Regions from separate parts of the Gossypium hirsutum genome. Here region 1 is linked to region 2. Evidence: chromatin contacts called from public Hi-C data. All regions are on one chromosome and are shown on one strand. The core of a region is the stretch at or near the end of the contact, and the rest is flanking DNA. Distances in the headings are between cores, read along the strand shown.

Region 1 (2,776 bases), core at 54-2,553, 140 kb after region 2:
ATTAAAACAAACTTCCATGGCCAGTGAATCTTCAAGAGTGTTCTAACAAAGCAATGAATTGTCTTTCTTGTATTTCTGAATTAAGTTTCTTACTCAGTTTAGGCAAATGATATTGCGCAAATATAATCCCAGCAATCTTCAGAAAAAAGATGACTCTTCCTACTTCAATGTCAAACAGTGATTCTGGTTATAAATATGATAAAATCCTGATCCATTTGTTTATCAATTATAACCAAGATTGAATTCAGTGAACCACAAATTCAAAAGCATACTGCACCAGGGTTATATTCTCATTCCATTTGAGATTTTATGTTAATTTGAACATTGATATAATCATTCAAAAACAATCCAAAAACCATTCGGGAAAAGGTTACCTTTTCTCATAATCAACATTAATTCTAGTTTTTGATTCTCTAAAAATTAAACTCTATGAAGAAAGTAACCAATACTTGATATTACATGCTGCAGCTACTAGAGCTTCATAAAGGGAAGATTCTTAAAAATTTATAGAATTAACACTAGAATAAAGTAATCCAACCAAAGTTTTATACCATATTCCTTAAAGCAGATACCTAAGCGTGGTTACTAAAGAAGAATCAGATCAAATCATGTGAATAGAGAGGAAATTGGATAAATGGGAAAAGAGGAGGCAACCATTTCAAGAGCACAAGCAGTAGGAAAAGCAGCGAGTCGATTATCCCCAAAGATTTCATAGGCAGCCACACACATAACAGGAGGGGCTCGCTTAGCACCCTTTGCAAGAACAGAGTACCTCATAGCTTCATAGATCTGATCTGGGTATTTCACTGGGATTGCTTCTTCAAGCTTTTGAGTGATTTCTGCATAAAGGGTAGCCCAGTAAGCCTTTAAATCGAATTGGGTCAAATTTGATTGACTTGAAATTGATACAGATGGTGACGATAGGCATCGAATTTGGATGTGAATATTCTTGGGTTTCCTGGTAAGGTAGAGATTTGGAACTGATGTTAACACCGTTGAGAAAACCATCCTTTCTCTCTCTCTCTTTTTCCTTTTCCCAGTACAAATTGATTGTAGAATTTTTCCCTTTATATGAACTAAACTTATTTTGTTAGGTCAGTCTCAACTATGACATACGAAGCCATTTCCTCCATTAAAGCCATTTATTAGTGCAACTCAAAAGGATAGTGTTTATGATCAAAGAAAAAGAAAAAAATAATAGGCACTCACAATGAGTACAGAAGTTGGAAGGATAGTCACATTCTTCGAATATGTATAATCTTCACGTTACAATTTTAAGGGCCTTTCGCCAGAAAATGGATCATGTCCATGTCAATTTTATCTTCGACCTATAAGAGTGAGAGTTCGGTTGATTCGAATAAAAAATTTTTGAAGTAATCGAGTTGACAAATATTATTTTATCATTTTAACTAGATTTAAAATTTTCTCGAATCGAATCAAGTCGAGTGAGATAGAATTCAAATCGAATATATTTGTTCGAGTTAAATCAAAAAAAATAAATTTAAATATTTGTAACCACTGTTACTCACCGTCATCAAATTTGTTATTAAATTACATCTCCTCATGATTTATTTATTAATTTTTTTATATATGAGTTAGCATCTTTGCTTGTTTAGTTGTTTCAATTATCTTCTGATTGTTGTCACTATATATTTTGAAATTAAAAAATACATTAAATATAAAAAATGTAATTTTTTTATTAAAAGTTATCTTAAAGATAAAATGTGAAATTGATACCAACATAAAATTTTAACATGAATATTTTATGGCATCATTAATAATTCAATTTTAATATAAATTTATAAAGATTTAATATGATTAAACAATTCAATAATATAAATAGTATAAAATATGAAATTTAATTTAATAATATAAATAGCATATATAAATTAAAAAATTTGACAGAGATATAAATAAAAATTATTATTTAGATTTAGAGATTTTTTTGAATGATTTTTTTATTTAAGGGTAAAAGGTGAAAAGTAAATAATTCAAAAATTAAACTCGATTCGAAATTGAAATTCAAAAAAATAATTCAAGTTTACTCGAATAACTCGATTCTTTTAACTCGAATTTTGAAAAAAAAAATCAAAATTTTTAAGTCGAATCAAGATTTGCTCACTCTTATTGACCCATACTATAATTTTTTGGGGTTTATTATCGGCATAAATAGGATTCCATTATAATCGATTTAATTTTTTATTGGATAAGTTAGCGTCTTTTGTTGATTTAGTAAGTTAAGTGAATTGATGGTTAAATTAGCTATATATGCCAAAAAATGTTTATTGGTCAAATAGATTGATTTTTTGAAAATTTAAGGAAATTAGTCATTTTTGGAGAGAGTGTGTGAAAGCGTATCCAATTGGGTGCGCTTTCTGTACAGCTGGTAGGAAAGCGCGCCCAACTAGACACGTTTTTCCTTTAAGTAGCAATTTTTTACTTTTTTTTTTAATATAATTAGTTTGTTTGGTTGGATAGTTAAATGTTAGTTATTTTATTTTTTAGTATCAGGTTCAATTCATCTCCCACTCACATTAGTACATTTCTATTTCATGTTATTTTAAGCTTTTTTAATTTTTAATTAATATTTTTAACTTCTTTAGTTAAATAATTAAATAATAATTTCATTCTTAATACCTGTATGGATATAACACACCAATTCGTTATGTATAGATTATGAGATTCCATTGATATAGAGCAATTCCAATAGACTTATTGCAAGGTCCCATTAGCGTGCATCCAATAGGAATTGAATCTACGAATTCGCCAATTATGA
Region 2 (2,786 bases), core at 237-2,736:
AGTGGGATGACAAAAAAAAAAGGAAAATGGTTGGGTGATCAAATAAAAGAAATTAATATAGCTGAGTGACAAAAACTGAAAAAGGGGCGATAATTGGGTGACCCTATAATGTAGTCTACCCTAAAAATTATAATTCAGAAACTATTAAATAACTCATTTAAAACAATCTTCGATTATCTTATATTTATACCAACAAGTATTGGGTGCATTGATAAGACACGTTACACTTTCAATGAGAGAACATGATTTGAACCTTAAAGATGATGTTGTTAAGAGAGGCAACTACAAACCCCGAACATGAACCTAAAATAAATGTGAAAAATACCAAAAAAAAAATCCTATATTTATATCTATACTCTTAATGAACTATAGTTGAAGTAATAAAAGATTTGTGTTTAATCTTCTATCAACATCGATTTCAAGTTTATTTTTCAGATAACTCTTACCTCTGCTTCTTAATTAGAAAAATCAACATTTCTCGAACATAAGAATGCTCTCCCTTTAGGTAAAGGTAGGAAGATGAACATTTGCATGCAAAAGAATTAAAATATTCATTTGAGACAACATTATATTTTTTCTATTTATTTTTATATAATATTTTTAACTATAAATCAAAGGCATTATTTATAAGTGCCAAATGTTAGGGAAAAAAAATAGAAAATAACTTACAGGTGGGAGAGGCAGGGGCAACAAGAAGAAGACTAGAAGAGAAGAGAGAGTTAAACGTTTATTCTTTAAACCCTAGTTAATATTATATGATGCATAACCCTAGACCAAACAATCCATTTGGAGTAAATTCAGTTTGAAAAGATCGGGTATTGCACAGTTTTCATTAAGGATTTTGACTTAATTGAAGAAATTAAAAAAAAATGGAATTAAATTGATGATGAAAGATGGAACTTAATGATGGATTTATTCTTGTCGGGAGTAAAAATATCAACTATTCATAAGATGTTTCATGATTTATCAGAGAAACTTGTAAACTAAAGAATGTTTATGATCAAGACTGATCTTGTGCTTCAAAGCTCAAGAAGGCATGTTGTGCATGTATTGGCGAAGCTCCCAAGACCCCCAATGGAAAGTACACTTGGCTCTGAACTCAAAATCTACAAACTCTCTTCACTGCTCACTTTCGAGAAATCTAAGAATCCACTATGAAAAAGAGAGATTTTAATAATCAAATTTCACAATGAGATTTTATGTCTCTCTTATACTTCCAATGTCCGCATCCCTCAAATACTAGGAGAATTGACATTTCTCTCATCAAGGAGTACGCAACCCCCTCGAAGCCCTCTCTCAGCCCTTTTCTTAGACTGTTATGATTTTATGTTACAAATTAATAAAAATGGATGCATTAAAATTATAAAATCTAATAACAGAGAAATTTTGTATTAAATTAGCATATCTGCACTTTGATGCTAATTTATTTCACCCATTAAATACATAAGAGAAGTATGAAGTTAGCCTTCTGCTAAATTGTTGAGAAACAAAATTAACAAAACAAAAAAACGTAATGCTTATGTCAGAAATAAATATAGGGGTAATGCGGTCCATATATTTTACGGTAGCTGTACGATTGCTGGTCCCTCTATCTTAGTGGCTAACTATTTTAGAGAGAAGTGTTTAACACAACAGTTGCTTCCTAAGGAGTTGGAGAGAGAGAGAAAAAGAGAGAGATGGAGAAGAAGCTAACAGCGTTGAGCCATCTTTTTGTCACGGTATTCCTGTCAGGGTTTTCAACTATAATAGTGGCTCCGGCCATCATCGATGTTACTATGTTCTCCCTTTGCCCCGGCACTGATGAATGCTCCCTCGCCATTTACCTCTCTGGTTTCCAACAAGCTGTAGTTTCTTCTTCTTCTTTTTCTTCATCTGTCGCTTTGCTATGTCTTATCATTCCTCTTCTTTTCAACAGTTTAGTTTATTTCATAAAATAGCTTTCTTCTGAGATTGATTTGGATTTAATATGTTTTTTCTTCAAGCTGTAGTTTTTTTTTTCTTAAACCAAAGTTTCACCTCAGTTGCTTAAGTAAATTAATTATGGGTAATTTACACCAACAGTCACCCAATTTTGATGTCTGCTTTCAATTCAGTCACTCTACTTTCAATTATGAGTGGCTGTTGGTGTAATTTACCCATTAATTAATGATACGGATAATAAATGTGGAAAAGTATACACCAAGCAAGTTTCTTTGGTTGAATTGTCATTTCTTACCTATTTTTCATATTGGCCGACTTTCAGTTTTGAGTAGTTTTCATGGAGTTGATACTTAAGATCCTTCCAATGTCATTTTGGACATTTGAAGCCTTTTCTTTTTCTTTTTGATGATATACATATGTGGTTCATATTGCAGACAAGACATTAGCTTTTATGATGAACAAAAAGAAAAGATATTAGCTTTTATGGCCCCCCTTTGTTGCGTAATCTGTAATAGAAATAAGGCGACGTCCTAATTTAGACAAAAGGGTGGTCATTCAGTCTTAACATGTCGCCTTCTTGTACCAATTCAACTTTTTTTTTTTTGATAAAATTCCACTACTTACTCCCATTTTTCTTAGGATTTGACTTGGACAGTGTACAATAATTTGTGTCTAAATTTGTTTCAATTAAGTCACGGGTATAGTAGCAAAAGACTTATTAATTATGATATCTGATTTTTGAGTTCAAATATTTTCCTTTATCAAAAGAAAGCTTTCTAAAATCATGAATCGATTTGATTCCGAGTATTTTGATGTTGGTAATTGAATTGAGATTGATGCAGATCATAGGACTAGGGACGGCCTTG

Evidence for each region. Hi-C and Micro-C count contacts between places; a contact is called where the count stands out from the background.
Region 1: a contact with region 2 is called in a Hi-C map of leaf, with 1.6 times the contacts expected there. The contact joins the promoter of LOC107922395 here to the promoter of LOC107922177 in region 2. A contact is called at or near these places in 3 of 34 Hi-C or Micro-C datasets (hypocotyl and leaf).

Annotation. Positions count from the first base shown.
Region 1 is chrD01:56,210,478-56,213,253 of Gossypium_hirsutum_v2.1, forward strand. It overlaps LOC107922395 (heterodimeric geranylgeranyl pyrophosphate synthase small subunit, chloroplastic), which reads right to left and starts at 1,304. Exons shown (of 2, transcript XM_016852414.2): 1 at 655-1,304. The coding sequence starts at 1,008.
Region 2 is chrD01:56,065,535-56,068,320 of Gossypium_hirsutum_v2.1, forward strand. It overlaps LOC107922177 (hippocampus abundant transcript-like protein 1), which reads left to right and starts at 1,487. Exons shown (of 14, transcript XM_016852068.2): 1 at 1,487-1,844; 2 at 2,763-2,786. The coding sequence starts at 1,677.